Regions from separate parts of the Zea mays genome. Here region 2 is linked to region 1. A link is a contact called in public Hi-C data. All regions are on one chromosome and are shown on one strand. The core of a region is the stretch at or near the end of the contact, and the rest is flanking DNA. Distances in the headings are between cores, read along the strand shown.

Region 1 (6,344 bases), core at 1,243-3,742:
AATGGAACAGGCAAAAGGCGCGAGCGACGCCCCCATGTGGCCGCGGTCCAAAGCGGCATCTCCGATGGCGATGCGGGGACCATTCGCCCGATGCTCCGGCACATGTGGTGGCCCCCGTGACTGTGTGAGTAGGTTCCACCACTGGTGGTGGTCATCCGTCTTCACCGTACTGACTTGCTGCCGCTACCGCTCTCTTTTATGTGGACACTGGAGACGCAGCGCAAGCATTAGTAACAATTTTAATTGTCGTGTTCCTGTAGAAAAAAATATTAACCGGTACTAATATTAAACCAATCACCATCATTTAAAGATATCAAGTGATGTTAATATGATACCGCTTTAGTCTTTAATCCGTACTAATCACTTAACATTAGGATTGATTGAAGGCACCAACATCGTACTAATGTACCTGCTTTATATTTATTCTTCCTCCTCAAGCTAGCTAGCAGGTGCCAAGAACAAAGATGCGCTCTTTTCATGACATTTATGAGCTTCAAGAAGGGAAGTTGCTGTCCAAATTTTTCTAAGAATTTATTCGAGTTGATGACAACATAATTGTAGTCTATGCTCGGTATGGTTCCTTTGTAGATGTTCCTTTTAAAAGAGTCGTAACTTTGTGTAGCCAGGCAATATTTTTGCGCTCATGCGACTTTAACCAGATTTCATTTGCTTTTCATAGAGTGAACACTTGATTAAATATTCTCATGTTAAAATAGTAAAACAAACAATTTTTAGCTCTATTTAAGTGAATTTGTTTGCCACCACTTGTCATGGAGGTTTTAGGATTTTTTTAGGGGTTTCATCCCATCACAAAATGACTCTCCAAAAGCGTGGTCTGAAGTGGAGTTCCCATAACTCTAAAAATAACGACAATGTTATTTTATCACAGTAAAACCACAGTATTTATGATCTAAAGGCTCAGGTTTGTATCATACAGTTTCTTAGGTGTCTTTTATACTTGAAAAACCGATTTAGAGGCACAGGGTTGTACATGTCCCGGTGGTTTGATTTTCTAAGTATAAGAGATAGTTAAGAGACCGTGTCATACGACCATGAGACCGCAAAACCATAAATACAGTTAAAAGACAATATGTGTGAAGAGTCATATAGAGATGGATACAAACCTGAGCCCCTTAGATTATAAATACAGTTAAGAAAAATAATATGTATAGAAAGTCAAATAGTTCGTTTATGCCCGTATATCAAATGAGGTTGTACGTGCTCAAGAAGGAAAGAGAGAGTGGATGCCTCAGAATACCTATAAACTTTAGATCCGGAGGGGATACAGATTAATATATCTTCTTGCTATTTTTTTAGATTCTTTAGATCTCGATTAGTCCAGAGTTGGAATGTTAGCTAGCACTGGCTTGCTGTCATTCAGCAGAACACTGGTCGGATATCCGCCGCCGATGGAAGAGGAGCATCCACGCTCGCTCGGGTGTCGGGTCAGATCGATCCAGTTGGCGCACGTAATAATCCTTTTCCCCAGAAGGAGTCGAACTCCTCCTCCCCGTCCAATCCAATCAAAGCGACCAATCGACTGGCTGTCCTACACACACACACACACAAAACCGACCGAGGCGACACACCGCAGCAGTGATCATTCTGAGCATTTGCAGAAAAAGGAGAACGTCCCGAAATCCTGGTGGTTGTGTTGTGTGATTGCTCACTCAGTCCGTGCAGGGTCAGGGTGCAGCCAAGCCAACAACCCAACGCTGGGACTGGGAGTAGGGTCCACCGGATTTATTGGCAGTACATCGCTGTTTGGTCCTCCACTCCTCCTGCCCTTCGCTTATATTTTAATTCGGCAGACGTGCACAGACAGGGCACCACCAGCCCAAGGAAGGGCGCACACCGTCAGTCACAGGTGGGTGTGATCAGCAGCCGCTTCTCTTGTGCTGCATTATAACGTATGAAATTCCAGTGTCCCTGTTCCACCTGCATGCAATTGGTTTGACTGAACAACATGATAGCAAGTGAGACTATATATTTTTCTGGAGGAGCACAGTGAAAAAAATATTTGGTCCAAGGGAAGTTAGGTTTTATAATAATATATATACTTGAGTAGAGAATGTCTGTGTCGCTTCTTCCGTCGTTGGAACTCCCATCCGCGGGCGCGGCCCTGACTCTAATAAATGAATAAGCTAATCTGTGTTACTCTTGTTCCATGAAATTGTATTCACAGTTATCCCTGATGCAACGCAATTGTTCAATATATAGCAGTATATATTATACGAAGTATATATGTATATCTAATTTTATGAGACCGGGAGAAGGTGTATTCACAGTACAGTGCAGGGCCATGGCCATGCAGCCCTTGGGGCCTGAAAAGGGTCGCGTGAAGTGGCCAACGCTGTGCAATTGCAACCAAACAAACTTTTGGTGGCGGGGTCCCTGTCCCTGGCCCTGGCCCTGGCCGTCTTTGCCCACAGGCCACAGCGCATCACACCACCGCTTCCTTTATAGCGCCACCCCACCACCCTCGTCTCTCCCCCCGTCGAGCACACAACACACCCTCCTCGTCCTCCAATCCAATCAACCTGGTAGACTCGCTTCGCTTCTCCCCCAGCCGTCGGACGGAGCTCCTCGCAGTCGCAGCAGCCGCCGATCAGCCTGCGCTCGGGCTCAGCGCTGGAAGGTGAGAGCATCCAGTGCCTCGGCCCGCCCGCCCGCCCCGAATCTGGTTCTTGTGCTGGCTCTGGCTGTGCGCTGCACGAACTCTGCATCTGCCTCTTTCGAGACGCAATTCCCGGACCGTGGGCTTTGGTTTCGGGGCTGCAAGGCCGCTCGTCGTTGCGGCATTTTTCGTTTCGCTTGTCCTGTGATGAGAGATGTGCATTTCCCTTTGGCGGGCTTACCGTTCCCTGCTCGTCTGTATGTGTGTATGTTTGTGTGACCTTTCCCTCGACGCCAGGCTCTTCTCCCCTCTTGCTGTTTCTTTCAGCAGTACAGACGCGCATCTGTACAACGCCTTTCTTCGGTCCTGGGTTATGATTGATCCGTTAACAGTTGGTCACCAAGTGCTGGCTGTTTAATATGTACTATAAGCTTCTTGGTGCCGCTGCCTCTGCCTATACGACTTTATGCGCTGCCTGCACAAGTCTCAGCCATCTGTGGGAACGTGTGTCTCTCACCTACCTTTCATATTGCACTAGCTGGATTGAATCATTCTGCTTTGGAGAGATGTCCGGTCATTTTTTAAATCATTTTCATCTCGCGTACTAGTTTTTTTGTTTTTGTTTTTGCGAGAGAGTAATTTTTTTTAATATTTACTGTCTCCTGTCCCATTTGCTGTTTCTTTACCCAGAAATTTCCACCAGATTCAGTCAAACGAAACTCATGTGCTCTTTTTTTTCTCCCTTTCAAAAGGGTGTGTAACCGACTACCGACTCAGATAATATAAGTGCGGTCACCTATCACATGATATCATCTCGCCTCTCTCCCTTCTCTGGTGTTTTATTCTCCTTTTTCCAACCACAGCTTGATGAACTTCTTTTTGGGGGTAACTACAGCTTAGTGAACATGAATGGGTAGTTTTACAACTAACGCAACGGCTGGTTCACTGAACAACTGTAGGTGTTGGAAGAGAATAGCCTGAAGGTTCACAGTAACCTTCATCTGTCGGAAGATGTATCGGGCTAAGAGGGCTGCATTGTCACCGAAGGTGAAGCGCCGCGTCGGCAAGTACGAGCTCGGGCGCACCATTGGGGAAGGGACCTTCGCCAAGGTCCGGTTTGCTAAGAACACTGAAAACGGGGAACCTGTTGCTATCAAAATCCTTGACAAGGAGAAGGTTAAGAGGCACAGATTGGTTGAGCAGGTCAGTATCCGTCCACTATTCCTTTCTGAGACCATGCACTGGCTAGCTTCTTGTTATATCCATTTTCTGTCAGTACCATGATGCATGGATCAAACTTTTAGTTAACTACAAACATTGAGGTTAAAAGCCTTTATGCTCCCCTGTCGAAGCCGTGTTGTGTGACTTTCGATTTCGAAAATGGTAAGGAGTTCAGTTTGCCATGCAGCCAATCATGTCCTCGTTCCTAACAGTCACTAGCTGGACCATGTGATTTCCTTTCGTCAAAAATCAAAATTCACTGCCGTCACTTACATCTTTCTATCAAAAGGAACGAGGTGGAGAATGAATTTTCTTCCTTGGATGCTGCCGTGACAGCATGGGAGCATAGGAAGATGTAACTTCAATTAAGAAACGATACGTCGATACTATACCTGCATATTTGCATGCCATCGAGATATATCCACATGGTGGTCTTCCAGTTCAAGTCATACCTGCACCAACTCAGTATGTTCGTTCTCCTGGTGCCTTGTGCTGTTTCCAGTTGCAGTCTGAACTTTGTGCAAATTGAACACTTCAGTGTGGATGACTGTTTCCAGTTGGCTTCAGTTTGCACACTTCAGTATATGTTTTCATCAGTGCTCTGTTAGGCGTCCGTTTCCTCAGTTACACTGTAGTTGGCTTCATTATTCCTCTGCTTTACTTCTAAATCATAACCATGATGCAAGCATACATGTATTGTTTAATTTACTCCTCGGGAGTGTGTTTTGCTGTATGCGTCTTTTAAACAGATTGGTGCTGCGTACTTGACATATCTCGTGCTGATATCATCCTAAATTCAATGCAGATTAAGCGTGAAATTTGTATCATGAAATTAGTAAGGCACCCTAATGTTGTTCGACTGTTTGAGGTAAGATCCGAAAAACTACACACACTTCATGATGTATATTCTGCTCATGCCTATGCTCTGATACTATTTGGATGAAATTTTGCTTTCTACATCAGGTGATGGGAAGTAAAGCAAGAATTTTCATCGTTCTGGAATATGTTACCGGCGGAGAGCTTTTCGAAATCATTGTAAGTGGAACTATATCAGCTGTTTGAAACACTTTGTCGTACATGACATTGCTAACACGAGTTAGATGATCATGTTTTTTTTATTAATTCATTCTGCTGTTATGCAAAAACATGACAACCAGGCTACTAATGGAAGGTTGAAGGAAGACGAAGCACGTAAATACTTCCAGCAACTGATTAATGCTGTTGATTACTGCCACAGTAGGGGAGTGTATCACAGAGACTTGAAGGTGAAGCCTAAGTTACCTTTTGTGATTGTTCTATAATATATTATGGGTTCAGTAGTGCAGACAAGTGACATATTTATGCTGAACATGCATTTGCAGCTCGAGAATTTGCTGCTTGATGCTGCAGGAAATCTCAAAGTTTCTGACTTTGGTTTAAGTGCTTTAACCGAGCAAGTGAAGGTAAAGTTGGAACCACTTCCCATAAACTTCGTATAGTTGTTGCATCATGTTCTCTTGTTGGCTTCATTTAATCTTATAAGTATTATTATAGGCTGATGGTCTGCTTCATACAACATGTGGAACCCCCAATTATGTTGCCCCTGAGGTACGTTCCCTCTTTTTTGATTGTTATAGATTAATCATGTTTTGGTTGCAAACAAGGTTACCTAACTAATATTTGTGTTGGATCATTGTAGGTGATCGAGGATGGAGGCTATGATGGTGCAACTGCAGATATTTGGTCTTGCGGAGTAATCCTCTTTGTTCTTCTTGCTGGATATTTACCTTTCGAGGATGACAACATCATCGCCCTATACAAGAAGGTACCAATGTTGAAAAATAGAGAAAAGAGAAAAAACATGATTTTGTGGTTGTTTAGCATATCTTAATACCCCCTTTGCAATCACAGATTTCAGAAGCTCAGTTTAGCTGCCCCTCTTGGTTTTCAGCTGGGGCCAAGAACATGATTACCAGAATTCTTGATCCCAATCCTACAACTGTAAGTATCATATAGCTTTTGAGCATAGTTGTTGAAATGGGTCATCAATATGCTAAACATACATGTAATCTAAGAATGATGGACAAGTGGCAACTATGTGTCTATGAAACATAAGCATATATGGATGTGGCTTGACATCAATATTTCAGTTTCAACTGCCGACAAGTATTTCTTGAATCTCAACTTACCTGGCTTTTCGATTTTCCTGGATGTTTACCAGAGAATCACGATTTCTCAGATACTGGAGCATCCTTGGTTCAAAAAGGGGTACAAGCCTCCTGTTTTTGACGAGAAATATCAAACTAGCTTGGATGACGTGGATGCTGCTTTTGGAGATTCAGAAGTGAGTCAGATGGACCAATAAATCTTTAGCCTTCTGTGGTAGAAATTAAGTGAGTAACTGTGTTTTACTGATTCGTTTACCAGGACCGGCATGTGAAAGAGGAAACTGAAGATCAGCCAACCTCAATGAATGCATTCGAACTGATTTCTCTAAACCAGGCACTGAATCTGGAGAATTTGTTTG
Region 2 (6,936 bases), core at 175-2,674, 260 kb before region 1:
TATGATGGTGTTTGGACACAGTAATTCCAAAAGAAAGCTTCAATGAGAGTTCAAAGGAAAATTTCATCAAAACATTATACGACAACAAAGCCACCAGAAATAGTTCAGTCAGACAAGGTAAGCATAAAACTTATTTTTGTTTTACAATTCCGATTTCTCTATAATGAAGGTAAACAAGGTGTTGCCCTCCCTAACATTGCATTCTAGGTTAGATTCTAAACTGATAGCTTCCATGAGAGATGCTAGGAATATCTATCCACTATGAGTATTACAATCAAGGAAACTAACGAAACAGATTTAAAACTTGGCTAATTTTAGAATATATCTATACTGAACCTGATAAAATATTTTACATCAAACATGAAGGATCTAACCTAGATACATGTGCATATTTATCACCAAACATAAAACATCTAACCTAGAATCCTAGATACTGGTGCATCTCTGTATGTCACTCCATAACAACAATAGAGCTACAGTCTACAATACTGACCGTTGACACAATATATGCACCTCATTTTTCAAGTTATCAATTTGAGCATGTGTTCTGGCACACGATGTATAAGTAACACCCAATATCGTTGTATGGCTGCACCATCTCCACATTTGAATTAATAAGCTCAGGCCTCATGGTTCTTTTTATATCAAACTAAAGCCTTGTCTGGATCAAATGAAACATCCGCGTCACTAGTTTGGCAAATCACAATCTACCAACTAACTAGACGCAGCGCCTCAACCGCTCAAGCTCTTCACCTTCACTTCAATGCAGACCATCTCACCGTACTACGTAGATCAGCTATTGCCACCTCATAACTAGTTTGTGCAATTAGCACTACATATTCGATTCTTATAAACATTTTCAGCTTGAAACAAAATGACGTTACAGTAGCAGATTCTGTTCGATGGGCAGCGTATCTAACAAATCGGGGGATGCAAAATGGAGTGCAATCCTCACCTCCCGCGGGAGACGTCGTAGACCTGGCCCCGGATGGCAATGAGGATCTGCTTGGCTGGGTCCTTGCCGTCATACGCACTGAGCTGCTCGAGCGTGAGCTCGCCCACCTCCACGGGGTCCGGATACACGAAAGGCATCGGTTCTTCCTCCTCCTCCTCCTGTGCCTTCTCCCCCTCGCGCTGCTGCTGGGGCGGCTTGGAAAGTGGGGCGGGGGCGGGGGCGGGGGCGACGAAGAGGGAGGAGACGAGGAGGTAGGTGGCCACCATGAGGGCGAGGATGGTGGCGGCGGCCGCGGGTGTGAGGCCCGTGTAGGCCTGCAGGGCCTCAGCGATCTCCATTAGGGTTCGCTAGCTGCGACCGCGAGGGCAAGCCTACTTGGGTTTTGGAGGTAGAAGGAGGCGGGGACGCGGGGTAGGTGCTGCTGTTGACCCGGTGACTTCGCACGCGTAGAACCGGCGACGAAAGTGGAAGGTGTTGAGAAACCCTAATAAAGGGTTATGTGGGCAAATACCGAATATGCCCTAAGGGCAATCACGTCTCTATATATAGAACCTGTACCCCTCATATGGAACAGAGAAGAGAAAGAGGCCAGAGGCCCAACCCTATATCCTGTGTCTCGTGTGTTTACTCTGTCATGCTTATGGGAAGGGAGACGGGTACTCTACAGCTTCTTGCGTCTCTACTGCTGACGGGAGGGAAGGGAGCGGATCTGGTGATCCGTGGTAACGTAGTTCTCAATACGTTATCAGCACGCTCTACCTCGACGTTGCTACCGAATCAGATCTGCATCAACTCTTCGTCAAGCCGGCAGGTCTCTTGGCCTTGCCGAACTGTCCTACGCGACAGGCTTCGTTCCCGTTTATCGAACCAGGAATCATGGTATGAAATCTTGAGTGGATCTGCAATTTAGTGTTCATCGCATATATCGCCTACGAGCCCGTGTGCATGCTGTTGGTCGGAGCAGAGCACCATTCGGTGGTCGACTGGTCTCAGTTCTTGCGCCGACATGCCGCGCTGCAGTTCACGAGAACGCCTGAAGGCCTAGAGCCACACCGTTGCCTTACCAAAATCAAGGGCCGGGAGCCGTGCATGCCGGCACCTCCTCCAGAATAGGGGATCGTGATTGCTTGTGGGCTTTGACGTTTCCTTGCATGGCTGTTACGGCATGCACGTGCTATTACCACATGCAAGCCACTAGCGTTTTTTTTGGTCAAAGGGGTTGAGGATTACGGCATGCAAGCCACTAGTGTTTTTTTTTGTCAAAGCGGTTGCGGGTGACTGAGAAAGAAAAAAAAATATCTCTCCATTATACATGTTTTAGTTTGTATGCATGCTTTATGCTATTTTATCTTATTTTCCTAATAAAAATAATAAATAGAATCAAGCATGGTTTGTGTGCGATTTATACTTTAATTAATTATTTCTAGTCACAAATAGTTAATAGAAAAAAATGTATGCTTAAATATGAAAACATTTTTTTACACCAGATGTGTTATGTTTATGGATTAAATCTGGTATTATTTTTCTGCTTTTATTTTCCGTAGTAAATAATTAGCAGAAAGATATGAAGGCTATATTATGCATTCTTAAATCGCTCTAAATATTTATATTGTGTTGAGCTTTTAAACTCACGATGAGCGATTAAATTGTATAGTGGGTACTCGGACACGCCGATCAGGCTACGTTATTAATCGGCTGAGTTATGGCATCAGCTATGCATTGGCTGCGCCCTGGCAACACGACACAGTATTTGTGTCGTACGAACTTGGCTGCGTCATGTGATTACTCTCGTTCATTCGGACAGCTTCCGTTGAGTCGACCCGCCATCACTGAGTCGCGTATTTTTCGCATGCCCTGTAGGCACTGTCTGTCTGCCGTGATCATTGAGCCACAATTGCGCCTGTTGCGCACGTTGCGTGGACTTATCGTGTATCCCGATTACCGAGCTATAATTGTGCCTGTTGCGCTTATTACGAAGGCTTGTTGTGTTGTCGCGGCCCTGATGGCCGCTCACGCGTTGACGCCAGATACGCTAGAGCTTATACCCGCGTGGATTGTGGTGGGTTGTTCAAGCCCCTAAAGTCACATTACGCGCAACCTTCGTAAACAATTTTGTTTAGCTCTATATTTTATTTGCTTGTGTTGTGTGGCATCATATATTTATATATATCGCCAAGTGGCCATAACAGCTGTATCAAGCTCTATAGTGCTTGAAAAAATCTGGGAAATTAAATTGAAATACAACAGAACATGGATAAGTTAATTCTCTCCTCTCTCCTCATGCATAAAGTTTTACCCGAAGTAACCCGAAGATATATAACATAATGCATGAAAGCCTTTTTGGCATAGAAGATATCATAAATTGGGATTATATTAGTAAGCAAAAAGACCTTACCAAATGATTTAAGATCAGAAATCTCAGTCATACATTGCTCAACCAGATGTTAGCACATTGCTCTCTTTGTTGCTGGATGACATGAAGCAAACTATGAGATAAAAGGACATGTAACCGCAAGCAACACGAAGTTGCGAGTATACCGAGAGGTTATTTTGAGAAAAATTTCACTATGTTGATGTGAAAACCATAGTGTGTTCCCGTCGAACCACTTTACTCGTTCTATCTAGAACCTCTATGCTTGTGTCGCATACATCTCTCAGAATTGTAAATACTTATAGTCACTGAATTGACTCGGGATGGTCCTTTAACAAGTTTGGTATACATTGTAAGCTAAATGGTAAAGGTCGGTCCTGAATGGACACATACCTGGGATTTATGTAGCCGAACTACACTGAATTCCACCCTTTGGCATGCTTACCATTATCTACCTTCGATCTACCAAAAGTGAGAAGAGTAGATAAATAACTATGAAATCCCACATCACCACAGAGCTTGAAGCTAAATTAGACATTAACATATTCTTGGTCCTCGGAGCCAGAAGAGTCATATGTCTTGACCACTAGACTACTAGTGATGATAATTTGTGATAGAAATATGAAGATCTTGTAGAGACCTGTTGTATCCTCTCTACTCCTAATGATTTCTTCGTACGAGAGCAGTACTATCTGGTGTTGAAGATGGATCCTAGGCAGATACCAATATTGTTTCGTTCTTGCCAAGCAATTATCATCATTTACTTCATCAAAAGCTAGTTATATGGTGATTTTTTTTCCAGATAAAATGAATTCTTGGCCTTGTCTGTTCTATTCCAAAGCTTCTCTTTTTGCTGAACAATGAAGAGATCGAAATAATGCTATATAGAACAATTTGGTATATAATATGAGGAGAAATGTTTGCCCTGCTGGCAACACCACAAATAATTAACTATTGTTATAAGTTCTCTCTCAAAATTATTATACCTAAAAAAGTTGCATAAATCGATACCCAATTTCGTAGCAGTATGAGTAATTGGGTAAACCATGGGCAGTGATAAAAACGAGTTGGACTATACATCTCTGCATATAAAAATATTTGCTTGGCAGCATTGGTCTGATGTCGTGCACTTCACTACCAATATAAACACACACATTTTTCCTATGTGCTTAAAAGCACAATGCAACCAGTGAATGTCTTTGTGAGTGTTAGACCCTGATGGTCATTTTACTTGTTGATCTGAAGTCAACTAATGACTCCAAACGACGAATGGTATGCATGAGCCCCTGAAGGACCCTTATGGATAAAATAGTGTTGCACATATCGGTCTAAATCTTAATGATTGACTATGCATTTGGTAGTAATAACAATAAGTTTGCAGAATTGTAACCATGAAGCAACTTGTTGTTGCGTGTCTCGCTGGATGTTGAGACTAACCCTTCATGTTGAAGGACAAATATGTAGTATTCATGCCACTACATTAATCTAAGTCCAAAGCTCACTGCATAAAACCCCTATCTGTAATGTGCGTAAGATTTCCCAAATAAATCACCACAATAGCATACATTGCCCACAACTGGATGATTGTGGTTGGGGATTTTATATGTATGCTTTTAGAACATCTCGGCATTAGGGGGAGGAATGCCCATATAGTGTAATGCCTCAATATTCTATTAAACGCACACAAGCCAAACTGAACCTGTCGTTCGGTGTGTACTCCTGTGTATATGGAGTTTGCCAGAAATCGTTGAGGATTAACCATATTGGTTTGAATGCTTCTACCTGATGTAGATGTGGATATACCCGGGATTAATATCATATCCACATTTGACTTATTGGCATTTGATCTATTCTGCGGGGACGCCTGCGGATAGGATCCATCGGCCTTAATCAAAGCATATGTTCTGATTGCAGATTCACGTGGTCTGTGATAACTCTCCTCTGATTAATTCACCCTGATGGTGATTTGCCTCATGAAGAGGTTCATCTTGATGATGAAATTCTTAGCAATGCGCGCAATATCATTGTGCTAGGAATACGGAACAATGAATCTTTTGTTTTTGGGAAATGACGAAGATCATTATTAAATGTGGGAGACAAATGTGTCGACACCTATCTTGCCTCTCTAGATTGCAAAGGGATCCAAAACAAAGTCCTAGGCATGAGTGCTTGCAGCTCTCTTATCGGGTCATTGATAAATGCAATCGAGGCTGAACCAATAATCGTAAAATGAAAGTCACGAGCTTGAAGTTCGGACATTTATGGGCACTGTTGAAATAATATGTGGTGAATGCGATGGTTCAAGTGGTCTTGTAAGAGACCCATCCCACATGCGTGTTGAATAAACACTGTTCCGCTATGTAATATATCTGGCAAATGGCATGAATTAAAATATGCAGTTAATAGGATTCTGAAGATCCGTCATGAGATCCTAGAAGGACTCGTATCTTTGAATTATAAATATGCAACATATAAATCTCTTACCGAATAATACATTCCTGATGAATGAACACTCTCCTATGTAGAGAGAATATCTACTAGTTGAGATTACTGTTCCCTGATGGAACCTTTCTAGAAGAAATAAAGTCTGAGTTGAACACCAAAATTTGTTAATCCCGATAAAGGGATAAAGACCCATACAGACCCGAAAAGGAATAAGATGAGGTACCAAAGGACTTGAAGTTCACCGAATAAGCACATGTGCATTCCACGAGTTTTACTCATGGTAATTTTCACTAGATGTGGAATTACGGTATCCTCTAAAGCCCGATGGCAGAAACCTATAAGGCTTAGGTGTTACTGGCAAAATATCCCCATTGTGCTAGAATGACAGACTATAACGATATATCTGATCGATGAAAAATCTCTGATGGATTACGATTTTTGATGGACTTTTGTTATACCATCATAGATGTTGCAATGGATGAACGCCTGGAGCGATGTGTCATATTTAGAATATGTACTATTGCAACTATATTATCCCCTAAGTCCTATTGAAGGACATGTTACTTGCTTTGCACAACTATGTATAAATTGTGGTGTAAGATAGAAAATGATAGCACCCCAACCTCATCCATTCTCGTTATTCTAGATGAACAATGAGACATATATCTTGAAGAATATGCTTGAGTTATGAGGGATAACGACTTTGACAGATGTCTTCGTCAGGGGGAGCGAATGCTTATATTGATCACAATCGTGAGACAATAAATGTCATATTCTACCCTGAAGGCGTCAGCTTGGTGATCAATATGTGAGCCTTTATGGAAGTTTCTATCAAATATAAAGATCCAGTCGATCGAACACCATCAATCAAAGTGACTTATTTATATTGATACGTGCACTTACCTCTTATATCCTAGAAGTGAGTAGAGGTGAAATTCCTGATATAATCATTGCAATAGTATGCAATTCGTTTGCTAAGTCTCTTTATACATATACTTCCAGAAGAAGGTGTTTTGTTATGTTGAGACAATTTTGCAAAGATCAGGGGGAGCACATTTCAAAAGTTATTCATTTTAGAAGATTCGATGGAATCCAAATCCAGAAGATCGAAATCTGTCCTGATGACAGCTGTTGTACTCTTTTTTCCTTAGTGAGTTTTTCTGAA

Evidence for each region. Hi-C and Micro-C count contacts between places; a contact is called where the count stands out from the background.
Region 2: a Hi-C map of bundle sheath shows a contact between it and region 1, with 1.9 times the contacts expected there. The contact joins the promoter of LOC109943418 here to the promoter of LOC100281467 in region 1. A contact is called at or near these places in 3 of 25 Hi-C or Micro-C datasets (bundle sheath, ear and tassel).

What each region holds. Positions count from the first base shown.
Region 1 is chr1:52,042,755-52,049,098 of Zm-B73-REFERENCE-NAM-5.0, reverse strand. It overlaps LOC100281467, which reads left to right and starts at 2,492. Exons shown (of 15, transcript NM_001154385.2): 1 at 2,492-2,638; 2 at 3,577-3,820; 3 at 4,644-4,706; 4 at 4,802-4,873; 5 at 4,996-5,103; 6 at 5,200-5,280; 7 at 5,372-5,425; 8 at 5,517-5,642; 9 at 5,729-5,818; 10 at 6,039-6,161; 11 at 6,245-6,344. The coding sequence starts at 3,629.
Region 2 is chr1:52,303,191-52,310,126 of Zm-B73-REFERENCE-NAM-5.0, reverse strand. It overlaps LOC109943418 (membrane steroid-binding protein 1), which reads right to left and starts at 1,424. Exons shown (of 2, transcript XM_020546355.3): 1 at 956-1,424. The coding sequence starts at 1,293.